Linked DNA regions of Muntiacus reevesi: region 2 is linked to region 1. A link is a contact called in public Hi-C data. All regions are on one chromosome and are shown on one strand. Each heading gives the region's core, a stretch centred on a gene start, on an enhancer-like site or on the middle of the called end of the contact. The rest is flanking DNA. Distances are from core to core; before and after follow the strand shown.

The links. Hi-C and Micro-C count contacts between places; a contact is called where the count stands out from the background.
Region 2: a Hi-C map of muscle shows a contact between it and region 1, with 5 times the contacts expected there. The contact joins the promoter of UROD here to the promoter of TOE1 in region 1. A contact is called at or near these places in 2 of 3 Hi-C or Micro-C datasets (blood and muscle).

What each region holds. Positions count from the first base shown.
Region 1 is chr1:159,500,547-159,507,942 of mMunRee1.1, forward strand. TOE1 (target of EGR1, exonuclease) reads right to left here and starts at 5,961. Exons shown (of 8, transcript XM_065914167.1): 1 at 5,762-5,961; 2 at 4,895-5,037; 3 at 4,766-4,806; 4 at 4,524-4,620; 5 at 4,238-4,396; 6 at 3,706-3,965; 7 at 3,347-3,506; 8 at 2,321-3,268. The coding sequence starts at 5,813. The coding sequence ends at 2,606. It overlaps MUTYH (mutY DNA glycosylase), which reads left to right and starts at 5,924. Exons shown (of 16, transcript XM_065914135.1): 1 at 5,924-6,062. It overlaps TESK2 (testis associated actin remodelling kinase 2), which reads left to right. Exons shown (of 10, transcript XM_065914122.1): 9 at 303-420; 10 at 736-2,400. The coding sequence ends at 1,460.
Region 2 is chr1:159,791,930-159,799,284 of mMunRee1.1, forward strand. UROD (uroporphyrinogen decarboxylase) reads right to left here and starts at 2,394. Exons shown (of 10, transcript XM_065929389.1): 1 at 2,262-2,394; 2 at 1,483-1,595; 3 at 1,282-1,361; 4 at 1,143-1,205; 5 at 727-924; 6 at 463-624; 7 at 1-95. The coding sequence starts at 2,281. It overlaps HECTD3 (HECT domain E3 ubiquitin protein ligase 3), which reads left to right and starts at 3,286. Exons shown (of 21, transcript XM_065914226.1): 1 at 3,286-4,836; 2 at 4,993-5,153; 3 at 5,385-5,477; 4 at 5,557-5,692; 5 at 5,937-6,052; 6 at 6,136-6,249; 7 at 6,393-6,475; 8 at 6,921-7,086; 9 at 7,306-7,355. The coding sequence starts at 4,468.

The DNA of each region.
Region 1 (7,396 bases), core at 4,711-7,210:
TTCCAGAAACATGTTAGCTGCAGAACTCAACAAAGAATGGAACCAACCAACGTGAATACCCCCTTTTGGAGGGTTCTATGCCAAACAAGGGGACAAGACATAGAAAGGCTGCTGAGATAGGGGAGGGTACTAGACAATAGCATCTTCCCTGACCTTCACTCTGGCTGTCTTATGGTCTGGAACCTTCAGCAAAGATCTCTTAGATACACATCTGACTCTTAAAAGATGCCAGAAAGAGACTCAAATGCCATCCTTGGGATGGAAGATAGGTCAGGGCTAATGGCTGGTGTGGATGAATACAGATGGACCCCAAACTACGCCCATCCTTTGTGGAGATTGAGAAGACCTTGGAGGAAATTCTGAGCCGCCTACAGGAGGAAGAGCTGGAGAGGGACAGGGAGCTGCAGCCCACAGCCAAGGGTAAGAAATGAAACCAGAATGTCCACCCTGACCCCATGGGAGGATATTAGGATGGTGGGGGGCGAAGGGGCTTCCCCTCTAGGGCTGTGATCACAGGATCCCATGTACAGAAGAAAGGCAAAAAAGCAGGGGAAGCAGGAAAAGTCCTGGAGCTCTGCGCTAGCATATCGCCTCCCTTCTGAGTCTGTTTTCTCATTGTTAAATAGGGACAACAGTACCTAACTTTGCTCTCAAGTGGTAACACATTGTATACAAGATATTGCTTCTATTTGTTATGACTAGAGAGAAACCCTGACTTGACTCACTATTCTTCAGGACTCTTGGAGAAAGGACCTGGGGTGAAGCGACTGAGCTTACTGGATGACAAGATACCTCCCAAGTCCCCACGCCCAAGACGTACCATCTGGCTGTCTCGAAGCCAGTCAGACATTTTCTCCAATAAGCCCCCACGTACAGTGAATGTCTTGGATCCCTACTACCAGCCACAACGAGTTGGTGCTGCCCGAGCCCCCAAAATCAACCCTTTTAGTGCTCGCCAGGACCTCAAAGGTGGCAAGATCAAGTTCTTTGACCTTCCCAGCAAGTCTGTCATCTCCCTGGTATTTGACCTGGATGCACCAGGGCCTGGAACGATGCCTATGGCTGACTGGCAGGAGCCCCTGGGCCCACCTGCTCGCCGGTGGCGTTCTTTGCCTAGTTCACCTGAGTTCTTGCATCAGGAGGCTTGTCCATTTGTGGGCCGGGAAGAATCACTGTCTGATGGGCCCCCACCATGCCTCAGCAGTCACAAGTACAGAGTAAGGGAGATCGCACCATTCCGAGCATCTGCCCAGCCAGTTGCTCCAGCCCATGAGGCCATGGACTGCTCCAACCCCAAGGAAGAAAATGGTTTTGGGCCCAGGCCGCAGGGCATCAGTCCATGCCTTGCAGGTGCCCCTGAGGAGATGGAGGTAGAAGAAGAAAGGCCAAGAGACTCGGCTCCAGTCCCCTTCTCTGTCTCAGGCATGGGCCTGAGGACCCAGGGAGAGCAGGATGGGTGAGCAGAGTTCATCCACCTCACCTTGGAGACAGACCTTCAGCTGAAGCCACAGGGCCCCCCGGCATACAGCCTAGACTCTTCCCGGGGGCCCACAGAACACGCAGGCTAAGCCAAGCCAGACTCATCTGTGAGGCTCCCACTGCCCAGTGGCTATGTGAGGTGAGGCAGCCATGAGAGGCCTTCCTAGTTAGGGCCAATGGCTGATACGAAGCCTCTGAAATCCAGCAAGGAGCTCTGGCTCCCACCGGATCCCCGAGACTTCCCGACAAGACCAGAGGACTCCTAATTCTAGTGTGAGCTGGCAGGCAGCTATTACCCCAGGTTCTTCTCCTACCCCGGGTCTGTTTCTTGCCCTTTCCTGGGGCATATAAGCTAATGGATGGAACCTGGAGCTGACCAGGAGACCATAAAGGGCATGGCTATTTCTCAGACCTAAAGACTGGGGTGCTTCTTGCCAGAATGTCTAAGACACTTGAATAATTGCTGTTTGCACTTACTGCACGGCCAGACCATGTCACTACATTTCTATGCAAGGCAAGGCAGAGTGGTGGTCGTGGCTCTCAGCTAACCTATTCAAAGATCTTTTCCAGTTGATTAATCTATTTTCATATTTATGAAGGAGTCTTAATGTTCTGCCCTAAAAGACTTCCAACCCTGTGGTTGGGAGTGGGGCTGATTTTGTAGGCCCTAGGGCCTGCTCTGTATATTTGTCAACACGATACACCCAACTGGTTTATACGTGGACTGATTTCTTCCCTTTCTGCTATGGCCGGAGCTATGGGAACAGTCTGTCCTAATAGAACCGCAATAAGAAATAACCAAAGATGAAGCTGGTCAGATATTTTCATATCTTATTTCTGGTTTTGTTTTTTTTTTTTTGGTAAAACTTTCCCAGGACACTTTGAGATTTAAAAATGAATAAAGTCGGTGTTACAGGTGCTGGTCAGCCTTCTTACTTGTACCCTTGTTCTTCAGCCTCTAAGGTAAAGGCAGAGATGCCAAAGCAGTGCAACAGTATCTCAGCCAGGACCCCATCCTATCCCCGAGTAGTTGGGATTAAGTCACTCACAGGCTAGAGGGATCCAGACCCCTTTGATCCACTCTTAGCTTCTCTTCCTAGGCCCTGAGTGCTGTGTAGAAGTTGGGTCAGCTGCTGCCCCAAGCCAGCTTCATCTTCTGGTTGTGGGCTTTGGAAGAACGGGAGAACTGGCTCTTAACCACTGTGAGGGGGACAGCTTTGCCACTCAGGTATACCTTGTTGTGACATTCAGGTAGCCATGGTTCAGAGCTACAGGGCTGGGATCCTTGGCTCACTCCCAAATAGGCCATCACGTAACCTGTCATAAAGGCATCAAAACCAGCCCGATGCAGTCCATCCCCAGGCACTGGGTTAGGACTGACTTGACTCTCTGGGGCTTCTGAGGTGGCCATGTCAGTTGTGACTTGCCTCTCTGGGGCTTCTGAGGTGGCCATGTCAGTGGTTTCAGCACTTGTTGCTTTAGGCTCCATCTCCAGGTCATTTGTGGGACCTTGCTCAGAGCCAGGTTGGGTCCCAGTCTCATCCTCAGCCACCTCCTGCTCAGTTTCCTCAGGCTTGAGGTCGTCCTTACAGACCTGCTTGGTGGGAGGACTGTCCTCAGCTTCCCCAGAAGGCTGTTTCCCAGGCAGGCCCAACAAAGCCCTCCGCCGTTTTTCCTTACGTCGTCTCCGTCGCCTCTTGTCCTCCACCGCAGCTTCATCAGTGTCAATGATAAGGTCAATATCATGGGACCGAGGACACTGTGGTCCCAGGGGGCACCAGCCATAGGCCTAGAGGTAGGAAAGAAGCTTAGAGAGGGTTTCCAGGCATCAAAGTCCCTTCCCCAGGAAATGGGCAGGTGTGCTCACCGAGAAGTTGTCACAGATGCTGGTGGAATGAGTACGGCAGGTGGGGGGTGGCGCACAGCAGCGGTAGTCAATATGGGCCCTCATGCTAGAAGGATAGCTACAGAACTCCAGGGTTAGGTGTGGGCTGCCGGCTGCCCGCTGCTTCCCATTTTCCCGCTCACTGCAACATCACAAGAGGATATGGGTCCACTAGCATGTAAGCTCCATGACAGCAGGGGTTTTGTCTGTTTTGTTCACTGCTGAACCCTCGGCACTAAAGCACTGCCTGGCCCATGGTAGGCACTCACTGAATATCTTAAGTGAGTGAAATAATCAGGCTTATGCCAGGCCCCACCCTGTTCCCTCAACCAGTCCCTCACCATTTCCGGAAGGCATATTCTAGGTAGGAGGCCAGAAAACGGGCATGAAACTCAGCAGCATATTTGGTGTCATAAATGCCAGCGGGGAACATTTCACACAGGTCAGCAGTGAAGGTTCCCAAGTTCTCGGGCAGGTGTGCGTAAAAGTTCTGGTAGAGGAACACCAAGTCTATCAGACCGTTGTGTAGTACCAGGGGCCGGCGGGCCCGGATCAACTCCAGGAACAGTGTCCTCACTGACTGTCTCTGACTCTCATCACCCTACGTGGAAAGAAAGGGGTCATCAGGAAGGATAGAGTGCCTTAGGGAACCTCTCTTGCAAGACACCTGTCCCACCAGGCATCCTTACCTGGAAAGTTCTCCTTGCTTTCATCTAATTTACTGCTATTCACCAGTGTATCAATTTTGTTTCTCCAGCTCTGTCACTGGTGAGTCCCCATACTCCCTAAGAAGCAGATCCTCCCCAGTGTACCCAGCCTAGAGTAGTAAGAAATGAATTCACAGGAGAGGCAGTCTCAAGGCTGAAGATCTACCTTGTCATTCCCCTTGTGGTAGGGGATTCCCTGAGCGTACTGCCGGTTGAAGTTGAAGCCGTGCTGTACCAGGAACTGCACAGACTTTGGTTCAATGACATACTCTTCCATGCACAGTAGGGTCAGATTGAACACTTGGGCCAGGTATGAGTGTTCACCCTGGGAGAAGAAAAGATTCTGCAACATCCAGCCTTAGGAGAAAAAACGTCATAGCTGATGTTCCTCAGTATCTCAATCCCTCCTTCCCTAGCCACAGACCTGGGATGGGGGTGAGAGTAACCCATACCTTGTCTGGCTGCTGCTTGAAGCAGGCGAGGCCCAGGGAGAGGATGGAACGGGTCCTGGCAGCATGACACACGGCCTTGTAACGTTCCTCGATGCACCTTGGGGTTGGGTTTGGGGGTGGCTGTGGCTGGGAGTTAGCTTCATGAAAGACCCAAACCACCCAAGGCTGTGACCTCCACTCCAGGGTTGAGGTCTGCCCTTCTTGGCAAGGCTAGGACTAAAGAGATCAGGGCTTATACTTACTGGTTCAGCAAACACTTCCTGTCCCCAAGCCCACTCAGTTCCTGTGGATCAGTAAAGGGAGAGCTGTGTTAGGTTCTGCAGTACCAGCCCTTTCACCACCACCTGCTCTCCCAGTTCCCCAGCTCTAACCGTGTCCACAGCCACAAAGTTAGCCGTCTTTATAGCCAGGAGGAGGGATGGCCACATCTCCTTGAAGTTGTCACTTTGCACATCCACCACGGGAACCTGGACTACTAGCTCCTCCCCAGATTTTGTGCTTTGGCTGACACCATCTGGAGATAAGAAGGGTGATGGACATTAACACTCAGGAAAGAGCCCAAGGGAACAGACACCAAGCTAGGCCATGGCTGGGGGTAGGGGCAGCTTTCCCGTCAAGCGTTATATTGCATATGCTTTATAAACAGGATTGGAGTGAACAATGCCCTGAATTTGGGGAGAGAAAGCTTGGGTCTTCCAGTGGCCGATGTAAAATTCTGGGAAAAATTTTCCCCTTAGCATCAAAACCTGTAAAAGAGGAAGGCTGAACTAGACAATCTGTTGAGGTTCCTTTTCCCCATATCCTGCAGGAAATATTTTGTAAGGCTTGAGGTCTTCAGGCCCTTTAAAATCCCACAACGCTCTGTAACCGTTCCCATGGTTCCTCATAGCCACAAGTGGCAGTAGCCAGTACGCGCCAGAGCCTAATAAATAACGCCCCAATCCGTCCTACTTCCTGTGGACCACAACTCCCAACCTCCCCCAATTAACAGAGCTATAAACCCCAGACTACATCTCCCGACATGCCCCCACGAGTCCTAACTATCCTGCCAACACTCCAGGCTTTTGGAGGCGGAACCGCGGTGCACACCGGGACATGTAGTCTCCTCGTGGCTGATTCAAAAGGAAGGCGCTAGTCCTCTGAAACTTGAGGCCTGCTTCTTAGAACTACGAGTCCGTGGGCCTCCGCTACCGCGGAGCGCACAGGCTTTGAAAACGGCCCCTGGGAAAGCCACTCACCGTCTGAGACCGCGGGAGCTGAGGCTGCGCCATCGTCACTGTCGGCGGCCATGACACCGCGGGTCCCTCGCCAGTATAGTCACTGGGCACGGGGGACTTCCGCTTCGTCTCCTCTCTCGGTTCCTGCAGTCGGGGATGGGGCGGGGTCTCACGCCAAGAATCGCCGAACGTTAGGACTTCCTTTAAGGTCGCCTGGGTCTGGCGCGGAGGAGGCAGCCTGGCGCGCGCTGGAAGCGTATTGGCCGGCGTGGTTCGGCTCGCCGCCAAAATTGGCCGGGGCCACGCCCCCTGGAGTTCGTCGGTGAGCTTGGCGCGGGAAATCACGCGGGAGGTAATTCCTTCTTCCCGTGCGACCCGGCGGGAACGCAGGCTTTCGCGTTACGCTGTCTTCATCGACTCTGCCCAGGGGTGGGGGTTGGGGGTTTTATGTCTGTAGAGGATGAGATGATACCTGAGCTAAGCTTAAAGCAAGCGTATAAGTTATGCAGACTAAAGAGTGTGGGGGAAAAAAGATTTGGGAAAAGGCAAGCTCCTAGGGAGGGTGGAGAGCTCATTGCATTCCAGCAAGTGAAAGGAGCGGGGAGCGGGCAGGAGATGAGGCTGAGGAGGGTGAAAGGGACACTTTTGAAACAATAGACGCGCGTGATGACGACTAGAATTAGGCTCCAGCAGTGACAGCGTGTAAGCAGTTAGGAGTTATAGTTACTCCTGAGAGGTTTTGGATTTGATTTTCTGCTACTGAGAGTTGCCCCTACCGTGGACCAGAACTTTCCCAAGAGCTCTAGTTTCCACCAAGGACTCTGAACCTTTTCTCTCTCTGATTATTTGCTGTTTCCAGTTCATCCTTTCTCTCTATTGAATCTTTTCATCATCATTCTGAATTGTTTGGATTTCTCCCATTCTGGAAAGAAGGGGTACTTTTTATGCAGTTTGCCTGGCACTGTGCTCTGCACAACAGTGTCAACAAAAGACACCCAAGTTTCTTTTCATGGAATTTTACAGTTAAGTGAGGAAAGCAGACACTGATCTGCTCACAAATAAACATGAAATTATGATTGGTATAAGAGCAACAATGGAGAAGTACAGAAGTGGGTAAGACTGGAGGGATCTGATTTGAACATTTAAGTCAAGACCTGAAGAGTGAATAAACCTTAGGTAAAACAGAAGAGCTGTCCAAGCAGAGGAAATGAACTAGGTGAGGCCTCAAGGTGGACAGACACTTTGGGAATTTGCAACTATTTCAGGCAAACATGGCTGGAGCACAGTGGGTGAGGGGATGAGGCAGGTTGAGCTGTTTGTATCCTACAAAGATACATTAAGAGGATTGGCTCCTGAGAGCAATGGGTGTGACAGCCAAAGTCCTCTGGTGGCCTACAAGGTACTTTGTAATCCTATTCCCCCCACCTTGTTTGAAATGGCAGCAAACTCCAGTATTCTTGCCTAGAGAAGCTCATGGATAGAAGAGCCTGGAGGGCTACAGTCACAAAGTCGGAAACGACTGAGTGACTTTCACTTTCCCTTTCTTTACCTCTTTGACCTCACCTGCTGCTCACCCCTTCCTTATTCAGTTTCTAACCACACTGACTTCCTCATTCTACAAACACACCAGGTACCCTGCTTAGGGCCTTTGCACTA
Region 2 (7,355 bases), core at 1,144-3,643, 290 kb after region 1:
ACTCGCTTGGACACGTCACGGATGTAGGGCAGTGCAAACTTACTGAAGAGTTGCGGGCCAAGATGCCCTGCATGGGACTCAAAGAGCTGCAATGCCTACAATTACGGGGTGGGGACAATAAATGAAATACATAACATACAAAGAGGAATTATCTGGCCCCACATGTAGAATGTGCCTCAATTTTCCCCAAGTGACTTCATCCCTGAGATTGCCGAAACCTATAAATCCAGTTCCAGTCAAAGAGTTTTGCCTTCTCCAGATCCCAGTGCTAGCTTTCATCTTTGAACAGAGTACTAACCCCCCTGCCAGTGTCTGGGCTTAGCTGCTCCAGCCAGATTATTGCAGGTCAAGCCTCTTTTGTGCCTGGCATTAAGATACCTAGCTTCTCAGGTATAAGGAACTGTATTGTTTCTGGTCCTTAAAAATTAAGCCCAGGCTATTTGTCTCTCCCTCAGGTCTTACCTGGGCACCAGCAGCCACTTGTCCTACCAGATAAGGGACAAGAGCATCAGTGAGGATGCGAAGCAGCTGGTGACTGGCTTGTGGTCTCTGGTAAAGCCAGCGCTTGGCCTGAGACATGGTGCTTGAGCCGCCACCCTCAACCATGTATGTCATCAGAGTCCACTGCAAAAGGCAAAAGCCAGACTGACACTTCTTCCCTTGTCTTCACCCAGACCTGCCAAAGTAATTTCTCCTAGCCCAAGTCCCTGCCCTGGGCCATATTACCGGGGCACCAGCAAAGCCAATCAGTGGCACACGCCCAGCCAGCTGCTGTCGAGTGAGAGTGATGGCCTGGAACACATAGCCCAGCTCAGAGGCCACTGCTGCTGGATCCCGGAGGCGCTCTAAGTCCCGCTCTTCTCTTAATGGTTCTGGGAAGCTGGGCCCTTTGCCAGGTACCATGGTCACCTCCATGCCCAGTGCCTGGCAGGGGAGAAAACATCTGGGTTCCCAACCTGTAACTCCTGGAGAACGAGATCTGTTCAACCCATGCCAGGAAGGAGGAAAAGGAGAATGAAACTCGGCCAAGCTCCGTCTCCTCCAGCCTGTTTTTCCCTCTGTCCCATAAGGATAAGTGCTTTTCTTGAGTCTTGACTGTCCTTTCTGTTTTACACGTTTGTGAGTCAGATCTGAGCAGGTACCTGGGGTACAACAAGGATGTCGGAGAAGATGATGGCAGCATCCAGAGGGAATCGACGCAGTGGCTATAGGGAACAGAAGACAGATTGCTAGGTGGCCTGCGGAGGGCCTAAATCCCTCCTCTTTTGTTTGACCCCTCACCTGCAGGGTAAGTTCACAGCAGGCTTCTGGGGAGCGACAGGTGCTGAAAAAGTCCTGGGCAGCCCGAGTTTCCCTAAACTCTGCAGACAGAAAAGGTAAGGCAGGGCTCAGCCTTGAGGAACCTCCAAGAGCCCTTCTCTGCCCCTCAAAAACTTTTCCCTCTCCAGAATTTTACCTAGACTCCGAGGCCCTGACCCTGACCTGGTAAGTAGCGTCCTGCCTGCCGCATGCACCAAACAGGAGTGTAGTCTGTTTCTTCTCCCCAGGCTGCTCGAAGGAAGGTGTCATTCTTAAGCTCCGGGAAACCCTGAGGTCTGGGGATCAGGAGGAGGGAAGGGTAGATCTCAGTGAACTAGGCTGGGGGTTGGGCAGGGCTCGGGTTCTAAAGGCGGATACGGTCCATCCAGCACGGCTATCTGCCTTCTCCAGACCAGCTACCAAGCTGCGCCTCCCCGCCGATTTCGCCCTCTGCCTATCAGGTGGTGTACAGGACTAGAAAGGCCGGTGCTGGGGCCTTTACCCTACGCATAGTCCCAGTTTCCCCAGGCTCAAAGCCACTGGAAGGACTGGGAGAGTGGGGTTGAGGGAACGAAAAGTCACTTAGGAGAATTGGGGGGGGGGGGGGGGAAGGGGTGTCTCTGGAACAAGGGTACCAGTGAGCTAGTTCCGGGGCTGGAAGGTTTTGGGGCTGAAAAATCTCCAGGCGGGGGGATAGTCATGGGGGAATCAGAGATGAAAGTCCGAAATACGGATCTTAGTTGAGGATTAGAAAGTCCAGGGGGCGTCTCCTAAATTAAGGTCTGGGGTACGCAGTCCAGCTAGGTAGTCCCTGGGATGAATATTTTAGGAATCCATGGTTGGAGGATTTGGAATCCCAGCGACTTGGGTTCTCCGGGTTGGGGAAGAAGCAGATTCCTAGGCTGAAAGATTCAGGTCAGAAGCCCCTATGGCCACACTGCGTGGTGGCCCAGAGAACTCACCTAGACTCTTTCGCCTCCATGATAAGCTGTCCGTAAACGCGAGCACAGTCCCGGTTATAGACTGAATCTGAGCCTGCCCTTTGCCCAGGCTCCGCCCCTTCCAGCGATAAGCCAGGGCAGTCGCCATGTTGAAGGTCACATGATCAGACTCCCGCTACCGCTCCTGGGCTGCCCCAGCTGCTGCCGGTAGGACCCCACCCCTAGTCTCTTCACCGTAAAGTCCGCTGTAGCGACGCAGCAACAAACACACATTCACCGCCCCCCCACCCCCACCCCCGCCCCAACTTCCCCAAAGAACTTTGTTGTAAATACACTTCGGATGGTGTGAAAAGTTTGCTCTTCTCTGCCTTTCTGGGAACCCCAGAAAACTCGGCCCAAGGCTCACTTTTCACTCCCATTCTCCACGATTCTAATAATTTTATGCTGGGCCCAACCAGCCACAACTGTGGTAGCACAAAGTTGTACAGGAAACTGAAATAATATTTATATTACCTAGAAAGAGGCGGGCACTATAGTAGGTGCAGAGGTTACAGTGGTGAACGAGGCATTTTCTTTCTTTACAGAGCTACAGACTGATGAGGAAACACAGAAATCAGCTATCACAATGGTAAATGTTTTAAAGGGGAAAAGCTAGACGCAAACAGCAAGGACTCCATTTAATTGGGGAAAGCAATGGGGTACTCCAAGCAAAGGGAACAACATATGCAAAGAGAAAATGCCAAAGAGCAATTGGCTTAATGGAAAATGGAATATCAAGCTAGTGGATTTAAATAGTCTGGAACTATCCACAGAGTTCAGCTCATGCAGGCCTTTGTTAAGTGCACATATTCACTTTATCTTGTAGTAGTGTGACAGCATACAAAGCGCTTGGAGAGACCAGCACAGAGGCACTGTGTTCCAAATTTACTAAGGAGAAAAAAATGGAAAACTCTCAAAATTACATGGGATTATTTATTTATTGATACCTTTATTTGATAACTATATCAAAACAAAGTTTCCACCCAAGTGTCCATCAACAAATGAATGGATAAACAAAATGTAGTGTCTTTATACAATGGAACATTATTCAGCCATAAAAATAAAGTTCTGATACATGCAACAACATTGCTGTAACATTAGGCTGAGTGAAATAAGACAGACACAAAATGACAAATACTGTATTGTTCCACTTATGAAATAATCTAGAATAGGCCAATTCTTAGAGGCAGAAAGTAGATTAGAGCTTTAGTAGATTAGTCCCCAGGAACTAGGGAGTGGGGACAATGAGGAGTTATTGCTTAAGATTAGAGTTTCCTGTTTGGGGTGATGAAAAAGTTTTGGAAATAGATAACTGTACACTTAAAAAAACGGTCAAGATTGCAAATTTTGTTATATGTGTTTTTTACTATTAAAAATTAATGTTATATATTAAAAACTGATTTGTACACTTGAAATTTGTACACTTCATATGGTATGAGTTACATCTCAGTAAACTTTTCAATAAACAAGGGTGGGGGAGGGACTAAGTTTCCTTTTCCTCCGTGATTGTACATCACTAACAACTTCTGTACATGGTTGGTTTGTTTGTTGTTTGTTTGTTTTTGCCTCCTCTCTTCCCACGTTGGCCTTTCCTATCATTTGGTTTAGAATTACTGGGAGAAACTGGATAATGATCACCAGTGTCCTGCGGTTAGGAGTAACCACCAGGAACAAGTCTAAATGGCTCAATAGTTCCGTCAGCAACCAGGCTGGGGAGGGATTATTTTCCCAAACATTTTAGTCACACTGCTTCTAGGATGGGAAGCCTGACAAGATAGCTAATAGATTCTTAAAGATTCAGCTGGTTGTAGTGAGACTCACTGGGAGCAAGGAAGTTCCAGAAGGTCGAAGGAGTAGCGTTTTGGGCTCGATAGGATGGATGGTGGCTTAAAGGAGAGTAGTAGCAATGGGGGAAAGTGGTAGTAGCAATGGGAATGGAGTGGGGAGATTGATCAGAAACTTCGGAACTTGGGTCTGGCTGACTGAGTGGAAGACACAGAACTAGATAACAGAATTAAATATCCAAGTACACAGGCCAATACGGCGGCAATATGAGGTGCGCGTAGTCCAGAACTTACGGCGAAGGCTGGTCGAGGGCGGGGCTGAAGGTGGTGGGAAGCTCTTTCTGCTGGTTCGGCCGAAGCTCCTCTGCCCGGATCGCCCGCCGGCTTCCCTGGGCCACATCGCCATGGCTGGCCCGGGCCCGGGCGCGGCGCTAGAGTCCCCGCGGCAGCTGCTGGGCCGTGTGCGCTTTCTGGCGGAGGCAGCGAAGAGCCTCCGTGCCGGGCGGCCGCTGCCGGCGGCGCTAGCCTTCGTGCCACGCGAGGTGCTCTACAAGCTTTACAAGGACCCGGCGGGACCGTCGCGCGTGCTGCTGCCAGTGTGGGAGGCGGAAGGCCTGGGGCTGCGTGTGGGAGCCACGGGCCCGGCCCCCGGTACCGGCTCCGGGCCCCTCCGCGCCGCCCGCGACAGCATTGAGCTGCGGCGCGGTGCCTGCGTGCGCACCACAGGCGAAGAGCTGTGCAACGGCCACGGGCTCTGGGTGAAGTTGACCAAGGTGCAAAAGACCTCGGGAGCAGGGAAGCCCCTGGGTGGTCCCCTTCCCTCGCCCATATCGAGCTGATTTAGCGTCCGGTGCCCTTCGCCCTGGGCTGGGCAGGGCGGGCCGCTGACAGTTCCCTGACGGCTGTCCTCGTCTGGCGCGTCCCGGCAGGAGCAGCTGACGGAACACCTGGGCGACTGCGGGCTGGACGAAGGCTGGCTCCTGGTGTGCCGCCCGGCCGAGGGCGGGGCCCGCCTGGTACCCATCGACACTCCAGACCACCTCCAGCGGCAGCAGCAGCTCTTCGGAGTGGACTACCGCCCGGTGCTCAGGTCCTGCGCTGGGAGGAGTGGGGCTTGCTGGCCGATTGCCAGGCCCTAGACTGGCACAGCCCGGGCGGTGTGATCTGATAGGATTGACAACAAAGGGGGCGGGACCTAAAGGGAGCTGGGGTGCGGCTTCTGGAGGCACGGTTTAGAGGAGCCAGAGCGCTGGAGAAGGCTCCAGGGTCTTCTGCCGCCTGCTGAGGTCTCCATATCCCGTGCCCCATTCTGTGCGCACAGATGGGAACAGGTGGTGGACTTGACATACTCGCATCGCCTGGGATCAAGGCCTCAGCCGGCCGAGGCATACGCTGAAGCTGTACAAAGGCTACTGTGAGTTACCTGGGATGGGCTGGGGAGGAAGGAGCTCCAGGTCTGGGCCCGACCTAATTAGGGACTTGGGGTCGCTTAGCTATGTGCCCCCGACGTGGACCTACGAGTGCGACGAGGACCTGATCCACTTCTTGTACGACCACCTGGGCAAGGAGGATGAGAACCTGGGTAGCGTGAAGCAGTATGTGGAGAGCATAGACGTTTCCTCCTACACGGTGGGTGCTGGGACTCCTCCCACCCCAAGCAAGATGTAGTAACATCCTGCTAGATTCAGAACTCTTACCTCTAAGCCACAGCCAAACCTGAATCCCCACAGGCCAGACTCAGTCCACCCCCTCCATCTTGGAAGTCCTATTGGAATCCCTCCACACCTCCACCCTTACCTGATGGACTTCCAGCTCAGCTCCACTGTGCTGTCTCTCGTGCTCCCTGGCCTATCCACCTCTCTACCCTCCCCAGGAGGAGTTCAATGTGTCCTGCCTGACAGACAGCAACGCAGACACCTACTGGGAGAGCGATGGGTCCCAGTGCCAGCACTGGGTACGGCTGACCATGAAAAAGGGCACCATTGTCAAGTGAGTGGGCTCTGAGCACAGCAGGGTGGGTGAGCCATGTACCTGTGAGCATAAAGACACATGTGCACCCTCTTAACCCTCAGGAAGCTACTACTCACGGTGGATACCACGGATGACAACTTTATGCCTAAGCGGGTGGTGGTCTATGGGGGTGAAGGGGACAACCTGAAGAAGCTGAGTGATGTGAGCATTGACGAGTGAGTGAACTGACCTGGGGTGGGAGGTGGGACATGATCCTAGCAGCGGGATCTGGCCCAGCTTGGAGGCATAAGGTGGACTGTGACCCCAGCAACCCCTGAAGACAAGGGGTTTCCAAAGTTCCTCATGTTCATCCCCTCAGGACCCTGATCGGGGACGTCTGTGTCCTGGAGGACATGACTGTCCACCTTCCAATCATCGAGATCCGCATCGTCGAGTGCCGAGGTAGGGCTTAAGGCCATAAGGAGGGAGAGTGAGCCCCAGCATGTAGATGGGGGTTAGCTGGCAGTGAGTGTGGAGTGAAGGAGATGGATTTGGAGTTGGGATAAAGGTGACAGCTGAGCTGATACCAAGATCTGAAGCTTTGGGGCCCAAGCCAAGGGGACGGTGCCGGGTATAGGCCTGCCTTTAAAGCCATAGAAGTGCTTGGGCTCACCTGGAAGAGGAATGGCGTTGGGACCTTCAGGCATCCCCATATTATAGTGGTGGATGGAGGAACTGGCACAGAATATAATCATCAGAATCAGATGATAGAAGGGGATCACAAAGGTCCCAAGTTTCTAGGGGCTAAGGGTGACACAAGGCTGAGCATTAAGGAGCCATTCTCAGGTCTCGGGGCCAAAGAAGTAGCAGGCGTTGTAAGTGATCTCACTCTGACTTCTTCCCCCAGATGACGGGATTGATGTGCGTCTTCGAGGGGTCAAGATCAAGTCTTCTAGACAGCGGGAATTAGGGCTAAATGCAGACCTGTTCCAGCCCACCAATCTTGTGCGATACCCACGCCTAGAAGGCACTGACCCGGAAGTGCTGTACCGCAGAGCTGTTCTCCTGCAAAGGTGGCTGTGGTCCTGGGCCAGTCAGTCTCTTCCCTCTCCCCGCACCCCACATCCTGAGCCTTTTGTTTGTGTGGAAGAGGCCTTATATCATACGCTCTTCCACTTCAAGAGGCAGAGAGCCCCTGGGCCCCGCTTTCTCCTGTCCCTGTGTATTGGGAGTGGTGAGAGCGTCTTGCATCTATGACTTCAGCCGCAATTATCTTTACCCAACATTCCCAGATTCATAAAGATCTTAGACAGCGTCCTGCACCACCTGGTACCGGCCTGGG